Regions from separate parts of the Mus musculus genome. Here regions 2, 3, 4 and 5 are each linked to region 1. A link is a contact called in public promoter capture Hi-C data. All regions are on one chromosome and are shown on one strand. The core of a region is the stretch at or near the end of the contact, and the rest is flanking DNA. Distances in the headings are between cores, read along the strand shown.

Region 1 (6,253 bases), core at 1,850-4,349:
CGACTCCATTTCTAAAATCCTAACCACGGCTAAAAAAAAAAAAAGGCTCAACTACTGAGTTGCTTGACTTAGGAATATTTAAAATAGTGAAATATAAAAACAAGGGCTAGTGAAATGGCTCAGTGGGTAAGAGAACACTGACTGCTCTTCCAAAGGTCCTGAGTTCAAATCCCTGCAACCACATGGTAGCTCACAACCACTCATAATGAGACCTGACACCCTCTTGTAGTGCATCTGAAGTCAGCTACAGTGTACTCATGTATAATAATAAATCTGTTAAAATAAATAAAAATTAAAAAGGGTTGTTGAGATCACTCAGGGGTAAAGGTGTTTGACTTGCAACCCTAGTGGCCTATAAATATGCTCCCTGGGACCCATAAGCAGATGGAGGAAAGAGCTGACTTCAAATACGTGTCCTTTGACCTCCATATGCATACCATGGTATGCACATACACATATACAAACTAAATACCATGACCAAAAATTCAGAGAAAAGAAAATTAAAGATGTCAGTAACAATATAAGAAACTCGCCAGGGCTATACAGAGAAACCCTGTCTCGAAAAACCAAAAAAAAAAAAAAACCAACCAATATAAGAAACTCTTTCAGGGCTGGAGAGATGGCTCAGGGGTTAAGAGCACTGACTGCTCTTCCAGAGGTCCTGAGTTCAATTCCTAGCAGCCACATGGTGGCCCACAACCATCTGTAAGGGGATCCGATGCCCTCTTCTGGGGTGTCTGAAGACAGCAACAGGACAGTGTACTAAGACACATAAAATAAATAAATTTAAAACAAACAAACAACACTCTCTTTCACAAGAGTTAATTGTGGATTGTGGCAGAACCAGATTATACGAGGCTAAGGAGAAAATAACTACTTAACATATGCCATGTAGTGGACACCCTAACAACTGCTTAGCACACCCTGGTAGGTATTTTAATCTCTCCGACACTGTTAGGTGGGTATCAGTCTCCGTGTCAGCATACAGCTTAGGTAATGTACAATGATACAAGCAGACATGTAAGTGGCAGAGGACTCTCATTTAACTCACTGTGCTATCACACAACACCAGGCCCAGCAAGAGGGCTTCCCACCAATCAATTCCACATGCCTCGAACACACCAACTACATCATCGGAGACACCGTCTTCAATAAACACTTTAGCTGTCTAACTAAAGTTCTGTGGGGATAGAAAGAAGGCTCAGTTAATCTTCCAGGGCACCTGGGTTGGGCTGGTGGCAGCTCCAGTGGCAGCTCACAAGGATCTGGGATCACAGGCGTGTGCCACTAGGTCTGGCCCATAATTAGAATTCTACAGACTTCCCATACTGACAAAAACCATCCTGTAGGTCCACCACCCTTGCACTGTGCTCTGTATCCCCGACCACTCCACCCCACCCCCAAATCAGGCCCAGTTTTCTCTAATGCTCGTGTGTAAAGAGGAGAGCACTAGATGAGAGAGGGAAGAAGGGTCAAAAGGAAACACGAAGCTTTAAAACCATGGGCTCCTGAGAATGTTCAGACAAGGCAACGACAGAAGCCTGGGAAAATACGAGTTCCAGAACTGTGACATGGCTTCAGGTTATTTCCATTATGTTAAACTCACAGCTCTGGATTCTCTGCATCAGAACTAAAGCTGTGTGTCTTACAGTATGTGGAAATCCTCCCGTGATTTGTTGTATTATACAACTATGGGACAGGTAAGAAATCACCCCCCTGTCCCAGTATTGACTAGCCTTGCCACCAGGCTACCACTACTCTGTGAACAGGGCCTGGTACCACACAGCTAACAACACCCCAATATGAGGCTGAGGCAGGAGGATCACAACTTCAAGCTACACAGAGAGTTGGAGGCCAGCCTGAACTACACAGTGGACCTGTCTTTAAAAAAAAAAAAAAATTATGTTTTAGCCGGGCTTAACCGGCATGGCAGTGCACACCTGCCAACGGCAGCACTAGGGAGTCTAAGAGAATCAAGGTCAGCCTCGACTGAGTCGTGGGTTTGGACTATCTAAGGCTGCAGGAGACCCCAGACTCCAGGATTCAGATTAAAACCAAAACAATACCGTTATTACACTGTGAAACCTTGGCAGTGTGGCCCACGCCTATATCTCTGAACTACGGAGTCTGAATCGGGAAGATCGGTGTTGAAGGTGGGTCTTGTCTACATAGGGAAATCCTAGCCAGTTAAGGCTGCATTAAACCCTCTTTTGGATACATTTTTGACAACCCAAAGTCAAGTCACAAATCTAAAACTGAACACACACACACACTCACACTCACTCTCTCACTCTCACTCTCTCTCTCTCTCTCTCTCTCTCTCTCTCTCTGTCACACACACACACACACACACACACACACACACACACACACACACACAGAGAAGTTGGAAAGATGGCTACGGGGTTAAGAATACCTGCTATTCCTGAGGACCAGAGTTAAGTTCTCAGCAACCCCATCATCAGGCAGCTACCAATGGAGTGTAACTCTGGGTCTAAGGACACAACGCCCTCTTCTGGAGTCGGTGGGTATTTGCGCTCACGTGCGCAGACAAGATAATACAAACACATCATGTAAATAATTTTCCAAAACAATCATTTTTTTTTCTAAAACTTGCAAAGGATGCTAGTAGGTCCACGCAGCCTTATTCAGCCGACCTATACAAGCCTTGACTGAGGGAGCAGGACTCCGCAGGCCTCGGGAGGATGGAACAGGACCGGGTCAGCTAATAGAGGAGTGAACGGAGCTGGGGTGGCTGGGAGAGCCTGCGCACCGATCCGCCCAGCACGCCGTGGGCCCCGGGTTCAGGGTCCCCGGTCCCGGCCCATGCGCCCGCGATTACGACCCCGTCTCCTACTCACCGCCCCGCAGACTGGCGGCTCGAGCCCGCGGACGCCCGCGGCCTGGCCCTGTTCACTCGCGGCGGCGCGCGGCGGGCCCCGGGCTGCCCCGCACCATCCTCTCCGCCGCTCCGGAGACAGCGAGCGGCTCCTCGGGGCCGAAGCGACGACCCGAAGCCAGGCCAGAGCGCGCCAACGGGACGCCGGCTCCGCGCGCTGCGAACGCCGGGCTTTCCGGGTGAAGGCAGAAAACCACGTCACCACTAACGCCGCCGTGACCTCTGACCCCGCCCGCGCGCGACGGCGGCGCGGAAGGGACAGAATTGCTCCGGGGCGAGCGGCGGGTGGGGTCGGGGTTAGGAGGAGAAGCAGACTGTCTTCGTTTTGCAAATGGGAAAAGCATACACGGAGCTGCCTGAAATTTATCACTCGCATTCGCGAACTGCCGTGAGCTTGCTCGGTTCCGTCCCGAAGTGCTTCTGCAGGTCTTGGTGTGTATGGCGTGAGATAGTAAAGAGGACACGATTTTCGTTTATTTTTGTTGGAATTTTTTGTTTTGACACAGGGGTCTCGTGGATGGCAAGAGCTGGCTTCCTGTTCTCTCTGGAGCCCAATGAGGAGCCAACTACCTTAGTCATGGTGTTTGAGCACACTAATACCACCCTCCTCTCTGTAGACGGGACTCTAGGATCCACTGGATGGGAATCTGTCGCGTTTCTGGACAACAGGACAATTCATTTCAAGCCATGTCTCAGTCCCCAAGGACCTAGCTGACCTTAGAAGCAGCAAAATATTATCCTTTTTAAATTCCTCTAACCACATTAATACTGACCTTTGTACATGATTATTGAAAACCCAGGAGATCAGTTACACTTATCCATTTGTCTGGTCTTGACTTTTTTTGTTGTTCTTTAAAGACACGGTTGCTGGGCAGTGGGAAGGTTGTCCTTTGATCCCAGCATTCAAGAGTCAGAGGCAGATAGATCTTTGCATTTGAGGCCAGCCTGGTCTGCAGAATGAGTTCCAGGAAGCTGGGGCTAAACAAAGCCTGTCTTGAAAAAAAAAAAAAAAACCAAACCAACCAACAAACAAAAGAGATAAGGTCTTTCAATCCATCCCTGGCTGACTTAAAACTCACTATGTGACCCAAGCTGGTCTCAAACTCAAAGATCCATAAGTGCTGGGATTAAAGGTGTGCCATGAGACATGAGAACATTTGTGAGAATTTTCTCCTTAGGTAAAGACTATGCGATGTTTATCCCCTTTTCCTAAGGTCTCGGTGACAAACCAAAGTTCCCCCTGGAATGCCAGTAAATGTATCTGGCTTACTTACAGAGCATAGGCAAGAGGTTACTGCCAGCAGGGTGAGTGACCTCAAAGCAACTACACTGGAAAGTCCTCACCCAGAATGGATGATGGCTTCCCATAGAATGTGTAAGTGGAACTCTGATGCTTGTCTCCTCCAGAACCTCAAAGCCAAATAGTTCCAGGGAAATCGTATAGAAGACATCTGCATGTGTATGTCTGTGTGTGCACAGCATGTGTGTGCTCTCATTCCAGACAATGAGCTACCACTGCTATGCTTTTGGTTTTGAATAAGTGCAAGGAGCAGGTAGAAAGGCAGAAATACACAGTAAAACGTGATCAAATCGATGTCTATGACATCAAGCAGAACTCAGATAAGGAAGGCCTTAAACCTAGGAGGCTGGAGAAGCTGCTGAGAGGTTTTTTTAGACAGAGTGTCTTCTGTACTCTTTACAAGGGCTGACTGACAACAGTTCTTGTTATTTTTATTTAGTGCTTATAATCTAGCAAATATTGAAGTGGACTGAATGAAAATGGACCCCATCGGCCCATATGCTTGAATGCTTGGTCCCTAGTTAGAGGAACTGTTTGGGAAGGATTTAGGAGGTGTGGCCTTGTTGAAGGAGCTGTGTCACTGGGAGTGATTTTGAGGTTTCAAAAGTCCCTGCCAGGCCCACTATCTTCTCGTCTCTCCCTACTTGCTGCCTATAGATCAAGAGGTAAATCTCTCAGCTACTGCCTCAGCACCCTGCCTGTCTGCTTCCCTCCATGGTGATCATGAACTGACCCTCTGAAACTGTAAGCAAGCCCCCAATTAAAGACCTTCTTTTATAAGAGATTTCCTGGTCCTGGTGTCTCTCCACAGCAACAGAACAGTAACTAAGATAAATATAGACCACAGAAAAATGGCTTAAAAGAGAGAGGAAAAAAAAATCAGAATGGGATGACATCATCTTGTTCATTTTTGGTAGCCTGTTTATGTCACTGTCACTAACTCCCAGGTTGCAAGGAAATCTGGAGACGGGGTAAATAACAAGCTTGGAATAAAAGGAGTCTTAAGAGGGAGGCAGAATATTCTATCTCAAAGAAAAACAGGCTTAGAGACGGTGGAGCCAAAGGAGCAGACGTCAGGACCCAGCCAAGCCAAGCATGGTGGCTCGTGGGAGAATCCCTGGGGATTCAGAGTAAGTCCAATGCTGAGCTGTTATTAGAGGCAACTGCATACAAAGACACTGTGTGGTCATCAAACCCTGACGGAAATCGACTTATGAGAAAATGGGATGTTTAATTGATTATTATCAGGGAAAACAAAGATGAGGAAGTACAGGAAGAAAAAAAAAATCGCATGGGAACAGAAAAGCCATCTTACCTACAAGGTCGTCTGTTGTAAAGATCACTTCTGGCTGTCCTTAGAGGGTCAGAGTGCCCTTAGACATGAGTCTCCTTCGCAGAAGAGGCTATATAACATATAAACAGAAAAGCCTTAAGGCATAGCATGGTGCATCTTCCTTGAGCTGGAAAGCCTGCTGTACAGGCTACTTCCTTCTGTCCTGTGCCAGGAGTCAGGGTGCTCTGAAGATACAGAACGTGTCTCTTCCTCAGACAAGGCTGTTGGCAAAACCTAAGGGAGGGAGGGACTTCTTGCACGTGATAGCCAACCCCAGTCCAATTCCCACTTAGTGGGGGGGTTCTTCACACTCTTGAACTCAAATGCTCTGTCTGCTGCACCCTGGTAACCTCTCTGGGTGGTGTCCTGGGTTAGGTCCTTTTCATGAACAGGCAGGTTGGTACAGTCACCCAATCAGAGCTGGCTGAAAGCTGTGGGAGGTGACCATGGACACCTGTGGAACTATGGATCCAGACCTTGCATTCACTTCAGGCCGGAAGCACGTTTCACCCTTATCCAATCTCCAGCATAACCCAAGCGCGACCATGCACTTATTTTTTTTTTTTTTAACAGTCCGGTCATCCCCGTCCCAGTCTGCCCTCTGATAGTTCTTCCTCCCCCATCTCCAAAAGAATGTCCCCACCCCGAGCCCCACCCCATCATGCATTTTTTACCTTCATCTGTGTGTACAATTTCCTTGGATACCCTGATACTTTTTGCT
Region 2 (5,725 bases), core at 46-2,545, 430 kb after region 1:
AAGGTCTCACTATGCTTATGTAGCTCTACCTGGTTTTGAACTCAAGAGATCTGGCTGAGTGCCGGGATTATAGCTATGTGGTACAATATTTAGCTAAAGTAGAGATAACAATATTCTTTTATACAATTTTTTATTTTAGCCCAGACTACAAAGTAGACCCCCCCAAAACAAACAAAAAACCCAAGGATCCAAACACATGTGTCACATTTGACAGAGTTCCTCACCCACTAAAGCACTTCCTATATTTCTGCCTGAAAGACATGATGACCTGATGAAGAATTTTATTCACCTCAAATGGAGCAAGAGGTCAAAAAAAAAAATTTTTTTTTAAACCCAGCCCGGCAGCCTCTTACCATTTCATGAAGCAGCACATTGCCATCTTTAGTAAGTTTGATGTCTCCAGCACCAGATACAAGCCTGCCAAATGGGAAGGAATTGATGAGCAAGGATGTGACTTTTTCTAATTAAAACAAAACAAGTAAGAATTCCACAAAGCAGCCAAGGGGAGGTAATGTATATCCCCCATCCCCTCTTGAAGGCAAGTGAATCACAGGGAGTTCCAGACAAGCCGTAACTTATCAGTCAGACCCGATCTCAACTAAATACATAAAGAAAATTCCCACAAAAAAGAATGAGGTGTAAAGGGAACCAAAGGAGGCTATGAAATATACGACTCCAAAGCAACCGCAATTTGAGGAACGGATACGAGAGGCGAGAAAAGAGAGTGAATTAAGACTAATTAAAAAAAAATCCAAGCGCTATGTCTCAGTGAACTTTATTCATTTGCTAGCTAACGAGGTAACAAAAACAGATCCCCTGAAATTTGGACTTTACTCCTACATCCCAGTAAACTCGGGGCCCGGGGCTGGGTTCGGGAAGGTTGCACACGCCACTCTCTTCCTCTATAAGAAATAGGTGCAAATGCCAACCCCGAAAGGCGCGGATTCGGGGGGTTTGGATGGGATGCAGCCCAGACATGGGAGAAAGAAAACGCTAGCGCGAAGGCCTGGAGGCAGCGACTCGAGTTTGCGGCCATCGAGCCGCCAGGCCCGCCCTCCCGCCAGCCCGGGCTTACATCTTCATGGTGCCCTTAGGCCCCAAGTTGGTCCTCAGAACATCCTGCAGGCCCCGAGCCGCGCTGATGTTCACCGCCAGCGCTGCCTGGGCCCGGGCCACCTCGGCCTTCGGATTTAGGGTCTTTACCGCCGCCATGGCTGGCCTAGCTCCGGGAGAGGCCGAGAACAACGTGCTCTCTGCGGGGTCTTCTCGAAAAGTCTTACGCACCCGGCCCGCCCCCGGCGTGCCCACAGAGCACCTCCATTGGGTGGCGACCCTCCTGCCGCCCGCTGATTGGCTTAATCCAACGCTGGTCTCTCTAAGACCCGCCCACCACGCCCAGTTGCGACGTCATTGCGCATCTGAGAAACTGGTTCTCCCGTCATCGGCACTCTGGATCTTAAGGTTCCGTTGTGCTCGCCCCCCAGCGTCACGGTTCGGCGCTTTTAAGAGTTTGCAGCGTGGAGGCTGCGCGGCTCCGCGGTGCAGGAAAAGCCCTGCAGGTCGTGTGTGAGGGATGCTTCGGCCTCTGCACTCGACTGGGTGTGACAGGAAGCAGAGGCGTCGGCCTCTAGTTGCAGGGTGTCTCTAGCTACTGGACTCCGGGATGCTTCCCTCACACTCTCGCGAGATTTCCCAGGTTCATTTTTTTTTTTTCCTTGCCTGTTTTATCCGTAAATTGGGGAGCACAGAAAATGGAGCCTTCCCCTGTACCCTGGTCGTTTTAAGACCCCGGAGGTTGACGGGAGGACTACGCTAGGTAGAAAGTACTAGATGGCTTTAGGAGTGGTGCGATGGGCGTTGAGGAGACTCAGGATCAGTCTGTTCTTAGGGCCCAGGTCATTGAGGCAGCTTGAAAACTAAAATGGATTTTGTTTTAATTTTTTTAAAATAATGAAACAAATAGTAATCCTTGTTTCATTCTATGTCCCAGCTAGACCACGAACTGTCTAACACGGACTGGTATTCTAACTCGTAGCAGTCCTGCTTCAACTTCCAAAGTGGTATGAGCTACTAAGCCTGCTAAAAACTAACAACTAATGGCTGGACAGTGGTGCCCAGTCTTTGAAAGCATTCTTTTAAACATTTTTTTAAAAAGAAAATAATATTAAGCGTATAAGTGTTTTTCCTGTCTGTATGTTGAGCACTTAACATATAGATACGTACTGAATTTTTAAACATGTATATGAATATGAATCACTTCTCCACACAGATGACAACTCGTAATGCCATTGGACGTATTCCACTGAGCTATATATACTGAAGGCTTTGCCATTTTGATAGGAAAGAAAAATTCTTATTCTTCTACTATACAGAGCCAGGCATAGTCACAACACGGGAGGCAAGCAGATCTCTGTGAGTTCAAGGCCAGCCTGGTCTGCATAGCAAGTTCCAGGCCAGCCGTGGCTACATAGGAAGACCCTGTCTAAAGAAAACAGAACTATAGGGTATGTAGCTCAGAGGATGAGTGCCGGTTTAACCGGTACAAAGGTCCTGAATACAGGAAATTTAAAAAGGAAAGAGAAACAACCAGTCACATGGCTGACATTTAGTTATTCCCAAACCTCTGCTCTTCTGGCTGCAGTAAGTATGCTAGTGTAATGTTTTCAAGTGGAGTTGTAGGTTTGAAAACCACAAAAGCTGTGCAGATGATAACGAGGCATGAAGAAGACTCGTGTTTACTTAATATAAAAGTCCTTAAAACATTAGCCAAGAATATATTGGAGCTGCTTTTTGTTTGTTTGTGGTTTGTTTTGTTTTTGTGACAGGGTCTCACTATGCAGACAAGGCTAGCCTTGAACTCCTGATCCTCCTGCCTCTACCTACCTCTTGTTTGTTTGTTTGTTTATCTAATGTATATAGGTGTTCTGTCTGCATGTATATCTGCTTACCAGAAGAGGGCATCAGATCCTATAGGGCTGTAGTTGTGAGCTGCCATGTTAGATGTTGAGAGTTATATGCAGGGCCTCTAGAAGAGCAGCCAGTGCTCTTAACCCACGAGCCTCTGGCTCGATCTGCCTACCTCCTAAATGCAGGTAGTACAGGCACACACCACCACACCTAGCTTACACTTTTTGGTCGGGAGCTTAACTTCTGAACTATGTCCCAGTGACTCTGTCATTCTCAACAGAGAATATCACAGCATCACCACATCTGGCTAAACTGTTTTTGTTAGGTTTTTTTTTTTTTTTTTTTTTTTTTTGTCTTCTAGTTTTCTCTGTGTAGTCTTGTTTGTCCTGGAACTCACTCTGTAGACCAGACAGGCCTCAAATTCAGAGGTCAACCCGCCTCAGCCTTCTGAGTGCTAGGATTAAAGGTGATCGCCACCACATGGCTTGTTTTTTTGTTTTTTGTTTTTAAATAGTGGCATATTTCACTAAATGACTGCATCATAATATATTTCACCAAGTTCCCATTGGGCCAAATTTATTCTGATATTTTGCAACTAAAAAAATCTCTGTGACATTTAACATATATGCGAAGATGTCTGTAAGATACATTTGAGATATGTGATTGTCACATGCTTTGGTCTACTCCTACAACAACTACTTTCCAGTCTTTGTAAAGAGTTTTGTTGTTATATGAGAGTCTCAAAAAGGTTTTATTACATTCATTTGTGTGCATGGGTGTTTGCATCTGTGCCAGAGTATATTTAGAGAGGTCAGAGGATTACTTTTGAGTGTGTGTGTTTTTGAGGCATGGTTTTCCTGTGGAGCCCTGGCTGTTCTGGGACTTGCTCTGTAGACCAGGCTGGCTTCGAATTCACTGAGATCCACTTAACTCTGCCTCTGGTGTGCTGGGATTAGAGGCCTGCACCACCACCTTCTGGCCAGATGGTTCTCTCCTTTTATCATAGGGGTCTGTGGTCAGATCCAGGCCACCAGGCTTAGGAGCAAGCACCTTTACCATCTGAGCCATCTCATCCCCAGACAGGGACTTATGTTGCCAAAACTCGCCTTAAACTCACTAGGTGAAGATGACCTAAAGTCCTGATCCCCCTGCCCTCACTCAAGTACTGGGATTTGCTTGGCCACCTTGCTTTTAATCACAGCATTTAGGAAGCAGAGGCAGATAGATCTCCCAATTTGAGGCCAACCTGATCAGTCTACAAATCAAGTTCCCGGACAGCCAGGGACATCCACAGAGATTCACAGAGAACCTGGTCTCAAAAAAAATTAAAACATTAAAAAATTTAAAAATTATTTATTTCACGATTGTGAGCATTTTACCTGTTTGTCTACATGTGGACCACTTGAATGCCTCATGCCCTCAGAAGTCAGAAGAGAGTGCAGGATCCTTAGAATTGAGTTATTGATGCCGTTTTCTTGTCTCTGTGGCCACTGACTGCTAGTAGACCATCCCTAATGCATAACTAATACTAATTTGAAAATCTTTCAAAAACTTAAGAGGGCCATAGAATGGCTCAGCAGTTCAAAGCATGTACTGCCCTTGCAGAGGACCCAGGTTGGGTCTCAGTACCCAGATAGTGACCCACAATCATCCCTAACTCTAGCTCCAGGGGATCTGAATCTCTCTCCTGACCTCTGAGGGTACCAGGCGCACATGTAATGTTCATACATGCATTCAGGCAAAACACTCAGACATGATTAGAAAAGAAATCAAAACCCAAACAAAACTAGTTCTTATCAATAGCCCTAGATTCCCTAGCCATGCCTCTAATGTGTTGCTTCTGTCCTAGGATCTTTAAAGATTTATTTATTTTATGTACACGAGTACCTTGTTGCTATCTTCAACACACCAGAAGAGGGCATCTGATCCTATTACAAATGGTTGTGAGCCACCGTGTGGTTGCTGGGAATTGAACTCAGGACCTCTGGAAGAGCAGTCAGCGCTCTTAACTGCTGAGACATCTCTCCAGCCCTCGTCCTAGGATCTTATCCAGGACTGTATTTAGTGTCATGTCTTCCAGTCTGAAGAGGTGCATGTCCTACCACTGAACTACAGTCCCAAACCCTGACCTTATTGTTTTTTAATTTATCTCTTAAAAAACTAATGGGGTTTTATGTAGCCCAGGCTGGCCTCAAACTTAGTATGTAGCTCAGGATGACCTTGTGCCTAGTCTTCTGCCTCTGTATCCAGAGTGCTAGGAGTATGGCCATGTATTACCACACCAGATTGTATTTTGAGTCAGGCTTACTACGTAACCCAAGATGACCTGAAACTTGTTGTGTAGCCCAGGCTGGCCTCACACTGGCAGCCCTCTCACCTCAGATTCTAGAGTGCTGAGATGAACAGATCTGTACCACTCTCCCTGGCTTGAACTTGGTATGAGTATGGAGAGGTTATTTTAAAGACTTAGTTTTGTGTACTTTGATGTTTTCTAGTGATTAAATTTATTTTTGGCCAGAAATATTACAGAGGCGGTGTGTCTTTGTGGCTTAAGGAGAATCACGTGATTCCAGTGTATCCCATTGTTCATGTTGTTAACTTTGATCATTTACTTGAAAGTCACCAGTTTACTCTCTTTGGAGCTGCCGGAGAGATGGCTCAGTGGTTAAGAGCACTTGCCTCTGCTCTCACAGAGGACCTGGGCTTGGCTCGCAACACCACAGTAGGCCGCTCACAACCTCTGTAACTCCTGCTGCAGGGAACTCTGACACCTCTGTCTGACCTGCACTCATGGGCACATGCTCACGTGCAGACACAT
Region 3 (5,458 bases), core at 2,357-4,856, 330 kb after region 1:
ATATGGCATCTTCTTTAGTTGCTTCTCTATTTCATATTTTTAGGATAAAAAAAATAAATTATGAAGCTGGGTATGATGAGTCATGTCTTTATTCCCAGGACTCAGGAGGTAGAGGCTGGCATATCTATCTACAGAGCAAGATCCAGGACAGCCAGGACTACACAGAGAAACCCTGTTTTTGAAAAAGAAAACAAAAGACAAAAAACAACAACAACAACAAAATTGTGTGTGTGTGTTTTGTGGGTGCTGGAAATGGAACTCTGACCTCCTTGGGTTCTCTGCAAGCACAGTGCATGCTATTTATTTTCAAGATTTATTTATTTTCATGTGCATTGGTGTTTTGCCTGCAATTATGTCAGTGCGAGGGTGCCAGATTCCCTGGAACTGGAACTACAGACATTTGTGTGCTGCCTTGTGGGTGTTGGGATTTGAACCCTGTTGCTCTGGAAAAGCAGCTAGTACTCTTAACTGCAGAACCATCTCTCCAGCCGCTCCACAGTATTTTTTTTTTTTTTTTTAAAGATTTATTTATTATATGTAAGTACACTGAAGCTGTCTTCAGACACTCCAGAAGAGGGCGCCAGATCTCGTTACGGATGGTTGTGAGCCACCATGTGGTTGCTGGGATTTGAACTCCTGACCTTCGGAAGAGCAGTCGGGTGCTCTTACCCACTGAGCCATCTCACCAGCCCCAGTATTTTTTTTTTTTTTTGAGACAAGACTTCTCAATGAAAAGTGGAGCTCTCCATTCCTAGGCCAGCTAGGACCTGTCTCTCTTTGTCCCATAGCATTAGCTTACAGGTGCATGCCATTATGCCTATTTTTTTATACGGTTCTGAGGATATGAACTTGGGTCCTTATGCTTACAGAGTGAGCTGTCTCCCCAGCCCCTGGGCCCCAGCTTTGATGAGAAGGAACTGTTTAAGACCCCCAAAGGTGGCCCGGGATGAGCTGGCTGGCACCCCAATGACTCGAGAGAGAAAACCACACCTGATGCAAACTGCAAGAGGTTTTATTATCAGCTAGCTGAGGACAAACTCCTTCTGCTGTGCAGGGCAGGGGAGTTCGACCCTGAGCAGTAACAGTAGGGGGCTTTTAACAGCTCGTTGAGGAATTGGGAGGAGTTGGGAGGAGAGTTGGGAGGAGTTGGGCTACAGTGCTTCTCTGCCGGGTGTCCTTGGTAAAATTACAATGATCGCATCTCTAGTTGTAAGGTATAGAAACAAAAAGGCTTTTTGCTGGCTGTAGAGAACAAAGAGCTTCTTGCTGGCTGTATTTTTAGAGATCAGGGAAAACAAGCTTGAGGAACATCCGGGGGCTTTACCTTCCAGGGAGAAACGCTCTAAGTTCTCTAAGTTGGGGCCTCACAGAACCAATCACATGAGCAAACACAGGTGACTTTAAATAAAGTCAGGAAGGGCAATGGGAGAATGGGAGAGCATGGGCTCCAGTGGTTCCATCCCTCCAGGGATGGAGGAGCTGGATGGGCAGAGACAGCGCTCTTTCCAAAGCACCATGGTTCCAGGACAGCCAAGGCTATACAGAGAAACCCTGTCTCGAAAAACAAAACAAAACAAAAAAGCACCATGGAAGGGAACTGAGGTCACTCTCCCCCCATGAAGCAGCAGAGTAGAGTGATTCTGGTTGAAAGACCCACAACGTGAGGATTCCCCCACGTTCTGACTCAGGAGAGGCGACACCCCAAATCAGTCTTTTTTTTGTTTTGTTTTGTTTTGTTTTGTTTTTGTTTTTGTTTTTTTTCGAGACAGGGTTTCTCTGTGTAGCCCTGGCTGTCCTGGAACTTACTTTGTAGACTAGGCTGGCCTCGAACTCAGAAATCCGCCTGCCTCTGCCTCCCAAGTGCTGAGATTAAAGGCGTGTGCCACCACCACCCGGCTATGAGTAACGGTCTTGATGCAAACTGCAAGAGGTTTATTCGGGAAAGACCAGTGCACTGGGGACGACTTGTATCCCACGCAGGGGTAGAGGAGTTGAACATGAGCTCAAGGGGTGAGGGGTTTAGGGGTTTATAAAGGCAAAAACCGAAAACACCTGGCAAAAACTGCAAACACCTGGCATCCTGGAACAATGGGGCAAGTTCTCTATTTTTCACTCTCTCTCAAGATCTTTCATGGTTTTCCTCTGGACAGACAGGTGCACATCCTTGGGACAGGCTGATAACTCTTTGACTTCCATTGTCCTTGTCACAGATAGTTCCCCAGGGGTAACAGAGCTGAAAATGGTTTTCACGGACTGTCACCAGTGATCGCTTTCCCACTGCCACAGAACAACTATGATAAGATCTCCTTTCATACACAGTGCCTGACAAGGTGGCAGAGGAAAACTCTTCCCCCATTCCCCTGGGCATTTGGTGGGGAGGAGAGTCCCCTGTTTCTCCATCAGATGGCCTACTGCTACTCTGTAGGACTATATGACCTCATGGGCAATGTGTAGGAATGGTCTTCATCCACATTACGAGGACAAGAGTGTTTTCCAGGAAGCATCATGGATTGACACTGCAGATATCTCTGCCAATCAATGGGCTCAGGTCACCAACATCCTCTGTGGTGAGAGCTTATGGGACCACAAGCCTCTGTGGCCACAGTTGAGGAGACTTCTAGATTCAATGATTCTCAACTTTCCTAATGCTGCAACCCTTTTATACAGTTCTGGATACTGGAATGTGGGCATCTCTGCATTTGAGCAGTCTTACGTGGAAAAGAGCAGTAACTCAGTCCCTAAATCACAGTCTGAAACCCACAGGTTGAGGACAACAGCTTTAGAGGCCTGTTCTTTGATATGCAGATGATCTTACTGGCTAGTATTAAGTCAGGATGGTCTTCTTTTATTATGGAAATAGCGCTTAATTGAAGACGAGCCTTGGTAAATATGAGCAGAAAATTTCTCTGCAACAGAAACTTGAATTATGTACAGAATTTTCTTTCTCATAGTTTCTTTTTTTTTTAAGATTTATTTATTTATTATATGTAAGTACACTGTAGTTGTCTTCAGACACACCAGAAGAGGGTGTCAAATCTCGTTATGGGTGGTTGTGAGCCACTTTGTGGTTGCTGGGATTTGAACTCCGGATCTTTTGAAGAGCAGTCAGTGCTCTTCTCCGCTGAGCCATCTCATCAGCCCCTTTTTCATAGTTTCTAATAAGCTCGGCTAGTTCACTATCTTCCAGACATGTTGGGAGCAGAGCTCCTTTAGCGAAATTCTGCTTATGTAATTTAATATTTCCAAACACGTTTATTAGTAAATTCTTTATAACAGAAAAACAGAGTTTTTCCTGCGTGACCAGTACTAGGAGGCTGAGACGTGAGAACAGCGAGATCCAAGGCAACATCCGTTACCGGAGGCATTGTCCCAAAACAAAACAGAGAAGGGTTAAGTAAACAGCCCAAGAGCAGACCCCAGTAAGCCCCTAATCCAGTTTACTTGAGAGGCTAAGGCAGGAGACAGTGAAAATCAAGGTCAGTCAGGTTGTGGAGTAGGCCAGCCGGCCATCGGAAGCAAAAACCTAACCTCCACCATTGAATCGGAGGACAAAATTTGAGAGTGCAACCCCAGGAACTTCCGGTTAGCCTTAGCTCCTCCTCGCCAACTTCGTAACTTCCGGGCCTAGGACGCTGAGTCCAGGCTCTGCCCATTACTGATATCTCCTTTGTCCAATAACCTTTAGCGCCCGAGCTTTTCCTGATTTCTTATTGGTTGCCCGGTGAGGTACCGCCTCCACCCTTCCTCTCTCCTTGGTAGAAATTGCTGGACGCTTCTGTACGTTTCGCAGTTTGTCTTCGCTGATCGGTGAGACTTCGAGCAGTTAGGATGCCGCGTGGAAGCCGAAGCCGCACTTCCCGGGTGACTCCTCCGGCCAGGTGAGACCCTCGGGGCCGGGAACCGAGCGCGGGCCGCCAGGGCAAGGTTCTGTAGCCTGAGGGCTGCGAAGGCGACCGGTGAAGAGACGGAGCGAGCGGTCGGGAAGGGATCCGCTGGTGGGGCGGACTTCCTGAGAACAGGGACATGGTCGGTGCACTCGGGGAGAGGACTCTGAAACGTGACCTTTTCCCTAGACAGGCTGGGGGAAGGGCTGTCGAGGGCGTAGTATACAAGGAGGCGAGGAAAGAAAGATGCGTGGTAAACTCTTGGCCAGGGGTGGGGGTGGGGTGGTTTTTGTATTTTCTTTGTTCTACTCACTGCGTTTTTGAGTCTCAGGTTAGCCTTGAACTTTATGGCCTCGCTTGGCCTTCCTTGATTTTCCTGACTCCGCTTCCTTAGGGCTGGGATTGCCGGCTTTAAAGATTTTCTTTTCTTTTATTTATTTATTTTTTTAAGGAAAAAGAAACAAAGAAAATTGCGGGCTGTGTGTAGAGGGCCGAAAATTTAAAGCTATGTCTTTCCATCACTTGGGTCCAAGATGTCTACCATTTTGTGGTAAACGATCTATTGAGCTACCTTGCCGGCCGACCTAAAAAACAAATAGGAAATTGTTGACACCCCTCCCCCCAGTCCAGATTCTGAGGTCCCTCCTTGGGGTAATAAAATCGTAGAAAACTAAAATTGTGCTCATACTGGGAGTGAACCTCGGGAGTGCATGTTGTAGCGCATGCGTCATCTGTCATCAAGATAGTCCCTTGTGCCTCCTTCTCCCGGAAGGCAAGCGGGGGTTGCAACCAGTTCAAGGCTAGCAAGGCTACCCATAGAGAGATTCCTGTCCAGAACCCCCCCAAAAATATGAGTCAAAGTTGCAGCTCAGGCAGGTCACTTTCCCTAGATTTTTCTTTTTGGATTGGCGTGGTGGTTTGTTGTTTCCTTGAAAGGGGTTTTCACTATGGCCCTGGCTGGCCTTGAACTCCAAAGAGGCTGCCCGCCTCTGCCTCCCAAGGACTGGGATTAAAGGTATGGGCTACCAGACCTTGCCCACGGCACCCTAACCCGGCCCCCACTTTTTTTTTTTTTTTTAAGATTTTTTTTTTCTTAGTTTATTTTATGGGCTGGCGAGATGGCTCAGCAGGTAAGAGCACTGACTGTTCTTTGGAAGGTCCTGAGTTCAAGTCCTGGCAATCACATGGTGGCTCACAACCATCTGTAATGAGGTCAGATGCCCTCTTCTGGGGTGTCTGAAGACAGCTACAGTGTACTTATGTATAAAATAAATCTTTAAAAATTTTTATTTTATGTATATGAGGAGTACACAGGTGGTTGTGAGCCACCATGTGGTTGCTGGGAATTGAACTCAGGACCTTTAGAAGAGCAGTCTGTGCTCTTAACTCCTGAGCCATCTCTCCAGCCCAAACCTTTCTTGATTTATTTATTTATTTTTGAGGCAGGATTTTTCTGTGCAGCTCTGGCTGTCCTGGAACTCACTCTGTAGACCAGGCTGGCCTCGAACTCAGAAATCCGCCTGCCTCTGCCTCCCAAGTGCTGGTTAAGTTCAGCCCTTTCTAACTGGGTAAAA
Region 4 (5,961 bases), core at 657-3,156, 280 kb after region 1:
TAAAGATGCTTGCCAGCAAGCCTGATGACCTGAGTTCAATCCCTAGGACCCATCTGGTGGGAAACTGACTCCCACATGTTGTCCAATGACCTCCATAAGTGTGTGTGCTACCCCACTCCCAACATAAATATGTGCAATAGAAGCACGATACACTTAGTGGTTCTCAAGGTGTCTAGTCTAAAAGAAAGTCTAGGAGGCCTCAACCTGGATGCAAATAAAACTCCTGAGGGCTCTTCATCACAGATACATTCTGCACTATAAACTCAATGCATTTAAAAAAAAAAAACAAAACTGCTTAATGAGGCCATAATGACAACCATTTTTCTACTAAAAAGTTACAGGAATTCCACTTATAAGCACGAGCTAGCCTAGCCTAGCTGGTCTATGAAAAGGGCTAAGTGGGAAAGATCAACAGCCTTAAGTTTGCAGATAAGAAACTCCAACCCTAGCTTCTTCAAATACTCCTCCACCAATATGGAGGGCAAAATAAACTAGTGAGCTATATACATTTGTGTCTCCCTAGCATTTATCAAAAGGAGGGAATGTAGTGAAATGTTAAGCACTGTTAACAAACATCAAAATATTAGGGGTAGGACTCTCTATTAAAATGTCAAACTATCTATTCTGCAATAATTCTTTTCACTTTTGCTGGTTTTGATGACTGCTATCAGTTTTTTAAAAAGCCTTTTTTAAAAGTGTAAAATACTTTTTTCTAAGAAAAAAAGCTAGCACACTACATAAAATGTTAACAGGAAAAAAAATCGATGGTATTTTCAAGAAACAAAAAATTGTTTAAATAAACCTGCTTAGCAAAGTTTCGTAAATCTAATCTCTTGCGGATTATTCCGCTAATACTAATCAGCAACATGTAAAAGTCATTCTAAGTCACCCACGGTGGTGCATGCTTGTATTTCCCTACTCAAAAGACTGAGGCAGGGGAATAGCTGTAGAGGTTATAGTCCGATGAGTTTCAGGCCAGTGTGGGTCACAACTCAGATCCTTTCATAAAATAACAGTCATCGTAGTACCTAAAATATCACTATACACAAGGTACTCATCGTTTACTCTAAACTTAAAGTAGACCCGAACTCTGGCCATTTTCCCCCTGCTGGGCACACTTCGTGAAATACACAAGGGAGAAAAATCCAAGAAATCAGATAGGGTTAAGTGCTGGTACCTTCCTCTTCCAGAGTAGGGTCAAATGCGTGTCTACCCGCAAATGTCACTGTCGCCTCCAGAAGGCTGCCAATTCTCCTTAACTCTGAGTACAAAGAGGCCTGAGCACCGAAAACACCTGTCCCGAACAACCCAGAGGATAGTGATAAAAGCCACCGGACATATAGCCCCGGGGTAGCAGAGGTCCCAAGACCCCGGGGATGAATGCTGGCTTCGCCGATCTCTGCATCGGGGGTCTTCACACGCCTCTCTCGGCGACAACAGGGAGAAAAGTCACACCGGCCAGGACGCGCCCGCGCCCTCCCGGCTGCACTGTGCCACCTCATCCCGGAGGCCTGCCCTCAGCCGCCGCCCCCCGGTCACCGCCGTCCGGGTCGCGGCCCGGGCCCCGCTCTCTCAGGCCGGAGCTCCCCGCGCGCTCCCCGCCCCCCGCCGCCGCCCGCGTCGCGCTCCCCTCACTCAAGCCGGGCTACCTGGAGGCCAGGGCGGCGGAGCACTTCACCCAGGGCCCCAGGTCGCAGAGGGCCCGGTGCTCCGGGTCCCTCTCCTTCTCCCGCTCCACGTGGTAGGCGTAGATGGAGAGCAGGATCCCGGCGGCGCACACTGCATACCGGGCCACCCGTTCCCAACGCGGCACCGACACTCTCAGCAGGACGGGCGCCGCCATCTTCCCCCCTCCGCCGCCGCCGCCGCCTCCCTCCGCCTCCACCTCAGACGCCGCCGCCCGTCGGGGCCCGACCCAGCCGCCGCCGCTGCCGCCACCGCCTCCGCCGCCGCCGCCGCCGCCGCCACCACCGCCGCGCCCCATTGGCTCGGTCGCCTCCTCCGGGCCCCGCCCCCACAGGCGCGCGGCCCAACCGCCCCGAGAGGAGTGAGGCGGACTGGGCGGGGAAGGCGCGCGCGGACACAGAGGGAGGGGCGGAGCGCGCAACCGCCAGGGAGGCGGTGCGGCGCATGCGGAGGGCGGGGTCTGAAAGAGGGAAGGGCTTGAGGAGGGGCGGAGCTTGACCAGAATTGGGGCGGAGCGAGAAAGCCGCTCATAAGTGTGGAGGGAGGAGGCGGAGCGCGCAACAGCGGGGAGGTGGTGCGGCGCATGCGGAGGGCGTGGCTGACGGTGGGCGTGGTTTGATTTTAAAGGGGCGGGTGGGAAAACCGCGCGCGGGCGGGGAAGAGGCGGAGGTTGTAAGCAGCCAGGGTTGCGTGGCGCAAGTGAAGGGTGGTGCTGAGAAATGGGGTTCGTTACACTGGAGGGCGCGGTCAGAAGGGAGGCGGAACAAGGTGGGGCGGGAGCGAAGGGAAGGGGCGGAGCGCAAAAACTCTGGTGTGCTGGATGGGGCAGGGGCGTGACCAGGAAGGATGAGGGGTGTGGCCTAGGAAAGGGGTGAGGCGAGAGGTGGTTTGGCTTAATCTTAGGGTCTGTTACAAGGGATCGATTTCAAAGATACTACTACAATGCTTGACTGGGCAAGCCCTTGGCTCCTGGTAGCAATCAGTTGCCTTTCTGCACACACACACATTTCCGTCGTTATCACTTGATATTTCTTATCCAATCCAAATTGTCCCTGACCAATGGCTCCAGAGCTCCAGAGACACGTTTGTGTGACATGATCTTCCCCAGGCACCACCTCCAGGCGTCTTGTGTTCAACATGTGAGAAACTTTTTTCTTAAATGCGCAAAACTATTTTTACATTTAAAAAAACCTATTTTTAAATGGGTTCATGAATACTTCTCTATAATTTGGATTTGATGTGGCTTTAACATAATCCATACTAAAAGGATAAAAATGAACTTTAAAAAAAAAGCTCAAAAACTTGGAAAAAGGGAAATCAGAAGAAAACGAAACGTGAGGAGGTCATAGAGGCTTGCAAAATTGTTAAAATTGAGCCATAACTGATTCTGAGCTTCCTTGCTGTCAAAACTGGACAGGAAAACCCATGTAAGGATATCTGTGTCTACAAAGAAACAAGCTGTTGATGGAGATTGCTAGCTTTTGCTTCAATGCAGCTCTTAGGCTTTGGGGGCATCACCTAGTGATTTTGATTAATAAGTAATGTTCTTCAATTAATTATACAATGTTGGATAACAAATCACCCCAATTTTTTGCAGCTTTAAGCAAGCTAATAAACTGGGTGTCTGTTTGTTTTGTTTGGGGTTTTTTTTTTTTCATTTTCTCTGCGTCAGGAATCTTCCGGCTCAGTCTCTCCACCTTTCCCTCTCTCTTTCTCTTCCTCTCTACCTTGGATCAAATTAAGATGTGAGGCATGGCTGTAGTCATCTCAAACCCTGAGAGTCCTCTTTCAGGTTCTCTCCTATGGCAGTGAGAAGGCTGCAGGTCCTCCCTGGGCAGTAACAACAGCTCCAATTTACACCTCCAGAAAACACAGCTGGCTTCCATCCCACCCACCCAAAGTAAGGGGTTGAAGAAAACAAGTTTTAGCTCAACAGTAGAATACTTGACTAATACATGTAAAGCTCTAGGTTAAACCTCCAAAAAAGGAGAGAGAGGGAAGAGATGGGGTCAGAGTCTCTAAAAAGGACATTATTGATTTGTGTGTGTGTTCACATATGTGTGGGTACAAAAAAAAAATCGCTGACTATAATCGTCCCTGACTTACCTCCTTGAGACAGAGTATCTCACTGAATCTGGAATCTGTGGTTTGCTTAGCTAGGCTGGCTGGCCAAGTACGGAGGATCCATCTGTCTCTGCCTCCAGTGCAAGAGTTACAAGTAAGGACAGCCACAGACAACCACATTAAATAGGAGGAGCCAAAGATTTGAACTTAGGTCCTCACACTGAGGCAGCAAGCATTTTTACCGAGCCATCTCTCCAGCTTGAGTCTTTTGTTATTCCGTGATCAGAAACGATAGCCTATGACTTTCATACATTCTGTTACTTAGAAGGTCGTCGCACCAGGTGGTGTCATCTGCGCCTCAAGACAAGCACCCATAAATGCCTATGACTGAAGCTCTGAGGGATCCAATGACCTCTTCCGACCTCCATGGCCCAGACACATATGTGCATCTCTCTCTGTCTCTGTCTCTGTCTCTGTCTCTGTCTCTCTCTCTCTCTCACACACACACACACACACACACACACACGTACACTTTCGTAATTTTAAAAAAGGAGAGTATTGGACTGGCAAGATGGTTCAGCAGATAGGCTCAGCGGGTAAGAGCACTAACTGTTCTTCCAAAGGTCCTGAGTTCAAATCCCAGCAACCACATGGTGGTTCACAACCATCCATAATGAGATCTGACTCCCTCTTCTGGCGCTTCTGGAGCATCTGAAGACAGCTACAGTGTACTTATGTATAATAATAAAAAATAAATCTTTTTTTAAAAAAAGGCAGGGGGGGAAGTATATAGGACTTAAGTTCATCTGCTTGCTACTCCAAAGCTAATACTTGAGAGAAAATTGGTTGAAAGAAAACAGATTTAAGAGCAGAAGATGGCTGGGCAGTGGTGGTGTACACCTTTAATCCCAGCATTTGGGAGGCAGAGGCAGGCGTATTTCTGAGTTCAAGGCCAGCCTGGTCTACAGAGTGAGTTCCAGCTACACAGAGAAACCCTCCTGTCTGGGGGGGCGGGGAGCAGAAGATGACTCAGTTCCCTGTGGAGATGGGGAGAACCACCTGAAGGGACTCAGGACCGCAAAGAGTTGTTTATAGGAAAGAGGGAAAGAGACAGTGGGACAGTAGGCAGAAAAGCTACAAAGATCAGAGTGCCTCTCTTACTGGGCACTCCCCAACTCCATACCACCTGGAAATTCTTAGGCAGACACACTGCCTCTCTACAGGTTAAATTCTATAAAGGACCAATCAGTCCCTCAAAGGAAGAAGAAAGAGCTATTTCCAAAAGCAGGAAGAGACAACCAAAGAGACAAGGCAGGAGACCGGGGCTGAAGCATAGTCTGTGGTAGAATGCTCGACTAGCAGACACAAGAATGGCAGGTGCTCCCAACCACACCTGACTGCCACTTCTGAGGTCCGTCTATTTTTCTTCTTTTTATTTTTTATTTTATTTATTTATTTTTTTTTTACTGAAGCTGGTTCCCTGATTCTTTTTTTTTTTTTAAGATTTATTTATTTATTATATGTAAGTACACTGTAACTGTCTTCAGACACTCCAGAAGAGGGCGTCAGATCTCATTACGGATGGTTGTGAGCCACCATGTGGTTGCTGGGATTTGAACTCTGGACCTTCAGAAGAGCAGTCGGGTGCTCTTACCCACTGAGCCATCTCACCAGCCCCATTTTTCTTCTTTTTAAATCAGGTCTCACACATCCTAGGCTGGCCTCAAACTCACCATATAGGTAAAAGTGACCTTGAAGTTCTGACTGTTCTCCTCCACCTACTGAGTGTTGGGATTATGGGTATACACCTCCGTACCCAATTTATGTAATTCTAGGGATTGAAGTGAGGGCTACCTGCACACTGAGAAAGTGTTCTGCAAACCGAGCCACCTTCTAAGCCCCAGGTCCCTGTTTTCTGACAAACTCGGCTTTCTATTCCAAAAGGTCTTCTTTTACTTCGAATCCTTAGTCCAATATTCTCATGTTTGTACAAAGAAAGAGACGGTTGCCGGCTCAACTCTGCTCCAGAACAAAAATCCCAGGAGCTTCCTGCAGGCCCCTTCAATGACCTCAGGCTTGATATGCTGAGTTAGAATTCTGTGCTTTACCCCAACACTTTGAAAATAACCCCAGCAAGGATTGAACGAGAACTCTTGAGGTGGAGCAGTAGCTGAGATAGAAAGCTTTAGAAGAGAGTCTGTCCAAGGCTGC
Region 5 (5,903 bases), core at 1,950-4,449, 310 kb after region 1:
GTTTTTCGAGACAGGGTTTCTCTGTGTAGCCCTGGCTGTCCTGGAACTCACTTTGTAGACCAGGCTGGCCTCGAACTCAGAAATCTGCCTGCCTCTGCCTCCCTAGTGCTGGGACTAAAGGCGTGCGCCAGCACGCCCAGCTACATCTATCCTTTTTAAAGGCCTGGAACACATAAATCAGGCTATGCTGACTAGCCAGTGAGCCCGGGAATCTTCCTCTACCTCCCAAAGGGTAGCATTTTAAGTGTGGGCCAGCTTTTCAAAAACAGGGCTTTTAAGGATCGAACTCGGGTCCTTGGGCTTTTTGCTGCAATCACGTTAGCAAACCAATTACCTCCTGAGCTTGTGATCGCCTCTTTATATGTCAGAGCCCAGAGAGTTGTGAACTGGAGACCAGTTACCTCCACAGTAACTGGAGCTGGAGGAGGGGAGGGAGAAAAAGCCAGAAGAGTTAAAATACATTCTTGCTGTGCTCTTTTAATTGAAAAACCCTAAAAAAGGCATACACACCAGGAAACTACTTACTTAACAATTAATTAGTGAGGAAAAACACTAGAGCAGTAAACTTAAAACCCTGTCAAAAAGTCCAGGTGACCAGCACGGAGGATCTTGGTTACAGCTGGAAAAGAGTTTTTAACAGGTCTTTCAGGTTTCCTGTAGGAAATAAGATGGAGACAAAAATCAGTGATTTCCCCCAAGTCGTAGGAAGAGCACTAGACACTAGAAGGGGTTTGTTTTCTCTCCTCTGGAGATGAGGTGGTTCACTCTTGCTCGTGAGATTCTGAAACTCACAATAATGCCCAGGCAGGACTCCAACTCAAGATCCTCCTGTCTCAGGTTCCTGAGTGAAAGGAAAAGAGGTCATAGTCACTAGTAGGTTGTTTTGTTTATATCTACACATATATATTTATATAGAATTTGTTTATTTTATATATGAGTACACTTGCTGTCTTCAGACACACCAGAAGAGGGCATCCTATTACAGATGGTTGTGAGGCACCATGTGGTTGCTGATAATTGAACTCAGGAACACTGGAAGAGCAGTCAGTGCTCTTAACCGCTGAGCCATCTCTCCAGCCATATATAAAGATGGCGTCTGGCTGGCCTCCAGCTCTGGGACTAAGGATAAGCATAACCAGGAACTTCCATGAACCTCTATCTCCCGAATATTAAGATGAGGGTCCTATTTACAGAGTGCCAGTGATTAATCCCAGAGTCTTATGCTTACTAAGTGAAAACTATCAACTCAACTGTGCTCTCAGCCTCCCCTTTCCTGTCTCCTATAGGTCAGGCTGGCCCCATACTATGTAGCCAATGGTCTCGAACTTTTTTTTTTTTTCCTGAGACAGGGTTTCTCTGTGTAGCCCTGGATGTTTTGGAGCCCTTCAGTAGACCAGGCTGGCCTCAAACTCAGAAATCTGCCTGCCCCTGCCTCCCAAGTGCTGGGATTAAAGGTGTGCGCCACCACCGCCCAGCAATCTTGAACTTTTAAATGTCTTGTTCATTTTTATGTGTTTAAGTGCGCGTATGTCTGTGTGATATACATGCAGCGTCCTCACAGGGCAGAATAGGGTGTTGGATCCCCCTTGAACTTGAGCTATGGACGGTAACGAGGCATCTAATACAGGTGCGGGGATCCTAAAAGGCAAGAGCTGCAAGGGCTCTTAATGGCTGAGCCATCTCTCCAGCCTCTGACCTTGAACTTCTGACCCACTCTTTCACTTTGCTAGTTCAAAGAGGCATAGAGGTGGGCACTATCATGCCCAGTTTCTGTCTGCTGGCTTGCTGGGTTTTGGTTCTGTCAACTCGACATAAACTAGAGTCATCTGGAAAGATACCTCTATTGTAAGACTGGTCAGAGACAAGTCAGTGCGGGGATTTTTCTCAACGCTCAGCTCACTGTGGGCGGTATCACCCGGGGCTGATAGTCCTGGGAGGTACAAGAAAGGTAACTGAACATGAACCTCTGGGAACTGTGCTTCCGGTTCCTGCCTCTGGGTTCCTGCCCTGACTTCAGGAAGGGCTGTAAGCTTTAAGGTGAAACAACCCCTTTCCTGCCCAAGTTGCAAGCAAAAGTTCACGGTGTTTATTACAGCAATTGGAAGCAAACAAGGAGGAGGGGCAGTTTTGTTTTGGGACAGTGCCTCAAAGAGTGTTCCTGGTTGGCCTCCAATTCCAGCGGTCTCCTGAGCACAGAGGCTGGAGATGGATTACAGGTGTGAGCCACCCTGCCAAGATGGATTTCCTCGGACATTTCCCTATATTTCCAATGTAGACTTTTCTCACACAATTGCAAACTTCCAAACGGTGGAGACTTTCACCAGCAGCCGGGAAACCCCTGGGTCGGGGATCGGGAGCCAGCACAGTTATGATTAACGCTGGGAAGTCTCAGAAGCAGATGACAGGTGAATATGGTGGCCAGACCTGTCATCTCAGGACTAGAGAAGCTGAGGCTTGCTACACACCATGGAATCCTGGGCTACGGGCATCATCAATAAAACAAAACCACACAGCAGGGAATCATGGCCCATGCTTGAAACTTTAGCATTTTAAGGTAAACGCTGGAGGGGTGATGAGTTCGAGGTCAGTTTAGGAGACAGTGTCAGAAATGAGAAGAAAAGGAAAGGAAAAGAGAAGAGAGTAAAAAAAGAATTGGACATTGTGGCTCATGTCTTAGCATCCCAGCCCATCCATGGAAGCTGGATGCAGGACAATCTGGAGTCCAAGGTAATCCTCTGCTACACACTGAGTTCGAGGCCGACCTGAGATATACATTCTACTCCCTACCCAACACCAATGGGCTCCGCCTGCCCATACCCGCTCAAGCGTGGCGTGTGCTCAGGCCAGGCGTGTGCGCGGCCGCGGTTGCAGCTGGCGCTGGCGCCGCTTGCGCTGCCCGTTGAGCAGTATCTGCGCCACCTTGCGCTCGTGGCCGCCGGGCACCGGGTAGTTGGTGCGTAGCTGCTGCTCGCGCCGCGTCCGGCCCTTGCTGCGTCCAGCCCCAGAGGCCGGGAAGTCACGCAGGTAGTAGTAATCCAGGCAGTCGTACACCTCCTCTTCGAAGCCGACGGTGGGCAGCGCCTCCGGCGGCGGCGGGCGGGCTCGAGTCCTTGGGCCGGAGACAGAAGGACGAGTTGGAGGGTCCATCGCCGATGCGCTCCGCCCGCCGCCGCCGCTGGTCACTCCGCCGGAATGCCCCACCCAGTGCTCCTATTGGCTCCGCTGTAGGGAGCGCTCTGTGACCTCACAGGGGGCGTGGCTTCCATGCTTCTTTGTTCCAGATGCGGAATTGTGTTTCTTCGCGGGGTCCGAATTGTAAATAAGTATAATAAACCTGGTTTCGCTGGTTAAAACCTGAAGGGACGGAATTGGGGAATGTGACTCAGTAGAGTGCTAGCATGCACAAAGGCCTGGGTTCCATCCCCATCACTGTATAAGTCAGGTGTGGTTGTGCACACACCTATAATCCTAACACTGCGATAAAAGACGAGGAGCTCTGGCCAAATGAATTTGCTAGCCTAGTTTGGGTTCATTTGTGCAAAAAGAAAACTGGCTTGCTGAATTGCTTTAACTTTGTTCTTGTGACAAGAAAATTCTCTTCACGACATTACTATTTCATTGTTATAACCAAATGTTTGGCAATAATCTGTTTAGGGAAGGTTATTTTTTTGGCTCATCGTTTGAGAATACAATCAGCTAAGACACGGTGGGCAGGATCTTGAGGCTACTTATTCAATCTGCATTCGTCCATTAGGAAGCAAAGAAAGGGGAATTCTAGCATCTTGCTTGTGTTTTTTTTTTTTTTTTTTTTTTGGTACCCCCCCCCCTCCATTTTTATTCAAGTTCCCAGCCTACTGATGATGCAGCTACATTCAAGGTGGGTTGTCTCTCTCCAATCTATAATCTCTGGAAATTCCCTCAACAAATCTACACAAAGGCATGCTTCATAAGTTAAGAAGACAGACTTACTAAACATCACAAGTAGCATGTTAGAGCCAAGGGGCTGGAGAGGGTTTAGTGGTTATGATCTTGCAGAGGATCTGGGTTCTACTCCCAACACTCACATGGTAGCTCAAAACTGTCTACATCTCCAGTCCCAGGGGACCTGAAGCCCTTTTCTGGCTTCCTGGGGCATACATACAAGCAGGCAAAACACTCATTCACACAAATAAATGCATGTAAATGTAAAAGTAATGTGTGTGCACATGGATGTTGTGAGACCCTGGCTTAAAGCATTTCTCCCTGAAAGGTAAACCCCTAAAACATTTCCCCAAGCTTGTTTTCCCTGATCTTTAAAAATACAGCTAGAAAGAAGCTCTTTGTTCTCTATAGCCAGCAAAAGGCTTTTTTGTTTCTATACTGTACAACCAGAGATGCCGGCCTTCCTGTGCCGAGGACACAGAGATAAAAATTCAGAAAGAACTCACTCCCCACTCCTGTCTTGTCACCAAGGACACCCGGAAGAGAAGAACTCCTCCCAACTCCTCCCAATTCCTCAGCTAGCTGTTAAAAGCCCCCTACTGTCACCTCTGGGGTCGAACTCCCCTGCCCTGCGAGGCTCCAGGGGTTCGTCCTCAGCTAGCTGATAATAAAACCTCTTGCAGCTTGCATCAGGTGTGGTTTTCTCTCGGGATGGTGGGGTGTTGGCCAGTTCATCCCAGGACTTGAATGGAGGCCCAGCATCCGGGGCCTTACAATGTCAGAGGATAGTTTTTGGAAATCTATTCTCTCCTCCCACCCAGTGGGTCCTGTGGGTTGAACTCAAAACCTCAAGCTTGGTAACACCCACCTTTATCTGATGAACTATCTGAATGGCCCCCACATGATTGTTTTAAAGAAAGACAATCATTAATAGATCTCATCCTTAAAGCAACACGGATATCGGACTTAACAAAGTATCTTGAGGATTAATCCCAGGGTCTCAAACGTACTAAGCACTACCACTTTGCTAATCCTCAGGCCAACAAAGTTTATCAATTTATCAGTGTACAACAGTAATTTTAGCATTTAGGAAGAAGCAAAGGCAGGCAGGACTCTGTGAATTCAAGGCCAGCTTTGTTTACATAGTAAGCGCCAGGCCAGCAAGGACTACATAAATGAGCCTACCTCTCAAAACAAATAAACATAATGATGTTAGTTAGACTCAGTGGGGTCGTGGTGGTGGTGGTAGTAGTGCTAGTATAAGCCTGTAGTGCTAGCTCTCAAGTGGTTGACACAGAAGGGTTACCTCAAGTTCCAGGCTAGTCTGGACTGCAAGGTGAAATCTTGTTTCCAAAAAAAAAAAAAGGACAATCCTTCACACATATACTCAAACCCCAAGAATGCTGACTGACAAAACTAAAGTAAAACATGGACAGAGAGTTAAAGATGGAGCATACTTATAATCCCAGCACTCGGGAGGGAAAGGCAAGTGGATGTCTGTGAGTTCAAGGTCAGCCTGGTCTGGTCTAGAGAGTTCTAGGACATCCAGGGCTACACAGTGGAAGTCCTGTCTGGAAACAAAACAAAACAAAAACTAACAAACAACAAAAAGCTAAAGGAAGTCCAATGTATGAGCATCTGTGAGGTCCATGCCAGCCAGGACGACATGGGGAGGCTGTCTCAAAAACCGCAGTGACATGACACATGCCTGATGGCAAGGGAACAAGTTTAAGGTCATTCTTAGCTACATATCTTGAGACAAACAAGTCTTCCGAGATGGCTAAGTGAGGAAGTGCATTTATTGTTCAAGCATTGCTCAAGCATGCACACGCACGCGTGCGCACACACACAAATAATAAAAATAAAAACAGCTTTAGGGCTAGCAAGATGACTTAATAGATCTAGAAGCACTTCTATACAGATCTGATGACTGAGTTTCAACCCCAGATGGCATTAAGGTGGCAGGACACACACCCATACCC

The links. Promoter capture Hi-C pulls out the DNA fragments that hold promoters and counts their contacts. Capture Hi-C pulls out chosen DNA fragments and counts their contacts.
Region 2: a promoter capture Hi-C map of liver shows a contact between it and region 1. The contact joins the promoter of Cct6a here to the promoter of Tmem248 in region 1. A contact is called at or near these places in 6 of 39 promoter capture datasets (the 3T3-L1 cell line, the C10 cell line, embryonic stem cells and 3 more), 1 of 484 Hi-C or Micro-C datasets (B cells), 11 of 115 datasets of contacts at active chromatin or transcription factors (the 230-238 cell line, the SCID.adh cell line, bone marrow-derived macrophages and 6 more) and 3 of 9 other capture datasets (adipose tissue, liver and pancreatic islet).
Region 3: a promoter capture Hi-C map of adipose tissue shows a contact between it and region 1. The contact joins the promoter of Chchd2 here to the promoter of Tmem248 in region 1. A contact is called at or near these places in 10 of 39 promoter capture datasets (the 3T3-L1 cell line, 3T3-L1-derived adipocytes, the C10 cell line and 5 more), 1 of 15 datasets of contacts at CTCF or cohesin (the NIH/3T3 cell line), 7 of 484 Hi-C or Micro-C datasets (B cells, CD4 T cells, the G1E-ER4 cell line and 3 more), 7 of 115 datasets of contacts at active chromatin or transcription factors (the 230-238 cell line, bone marrow-derived macrophages, effector CD8 T cells and 4 more) and 4 of 9 other capture datasets (adipose tissue, liver, macrophages and 1 more).
Region 4: a promoter capture Hi-C map of hematopoietic stem and progenitor cells shows a contact between it and region 1, with 3 times the contacts expected there. The contact joins the promoter of Vkorc1l1 here to the promoter of Tmem248 in region 1. A contact is called at or near these places in 12 of 39 promoter capture datasets (the 3T3-L1 cell line, the C10 cell line, the HPC-7 cell line and 8 more), 2 of 484 Hi-C or Micro-C datasets (CD4 T cells and erythroblasts), 7 of 115 datasets of contacts at active chromatin or transcription factors (the 230-238 cell line, the SCID.adh cell line, effector CD8 T cells and 3 more) and 3 of 9 other capture datasets (adipose tissue, liver and pancreatic islet).
Region 5: a contact with region 1 is called in a promoter capture Hi-C map of liver. The contact joins the promoter of Nupr1l here to the promoter of Tmem248 in region 1. A contact is called at or near these places in 11 of 39 promoter capture datasets (the 3T3-L1 cell line, the C10 cell line, the HPC-7 cell line and 6 more), 1 of 15 datasets of contacts at CTCF or cohesin (the NIH/3T3 cell line), 6 of 484 Hi-C or Micro-C datasets (B cells, CD4 T cells, the G1E-ER4 cell line and 2 more), 4 of 115 datasets of contacts at active chromatin or transcription factors (the 230-238 cell line, bone marrow-derived macrophages, extraembryonic endoderm stem cells and 1 more) and 3 of 9 other capture datasets (adipose tissue, liver and pancreatic islet).

What each region holds. Positions count from the first base shown.
Region 1 is chr5:130,219,181-130,225,433 of GRCm38.p6, reverse strand. It overlaps Tmem248 (transmembrane protein 248), which reads right to left and starts at 3,099. Exons shown (of 7, transcript NM_027854.1): 1 at 2,862-3,099. It overlaps Gm6598 (a long non-coding RNA gene), which reads left to right and starts at 1,568. Exons shown (of 2, transcript XR_377119.4): 1 at 1,568-1,700; 2 at 3,406-3,716.
Region 2 is chr5:129,782,926-129,788,650 of GRCm38.p6, reverse strand. Cct6a (chaperonin containing Tcp1, subunit 6a (zeta)) reads right to left here and starts at 1,295. Exons shown (of 13, transcript NM_009838.2): 1 at 1,076-1,295; 2 at 354-417. The coding sequence starts at 1,212. Psph (phosphoserine phosphatase) reads left to right here and starts at 1,398. Exons shown (of 8, transcript NM_133900.4): 1 at 1,398-1,696.
Region 3 is chr5:129,885,618-129,891,075 of GRCm38.p6, reverse strand. It overlaps Chchd2 (coiled-coil-helix-coiled-coil-helix domain containing 2), which reads left to right and starts at 3,606. Exons shown (of 4, transcript NM_024166.6): 1 at 3,606-3,878. The coding sequence starts at 3,829.
Region 4 is chr5:129,938,054-129,944,014 of GRCm38.p6, reverse strand. It overlaps Vkorc1l1 (vitamin K epoxide reductase complex, subunit 1-like 1), which reads right to left and starts at 1,906. Exons shown (of 3, transcript NM_027121.4): 1 at 1,650-1,906. The coding sequence starts at 1,843.
Region 5 is chr5:129,905,836-129,911,738 of GRCm38.p6, reverse strand. Nupr1l (nuclear protein transcriptional regulator 1 like) reads right to left here and starts at 3,199. Exons shown (of 3, transcript NM_026916.3): 1 at 2,818-3,199; 2 at 793-841; 3 at 458-654. The coding sequence starts at 3,147. The coding sequence ends at 2,839. It also overlaps a transcript of Zbed5 not described here.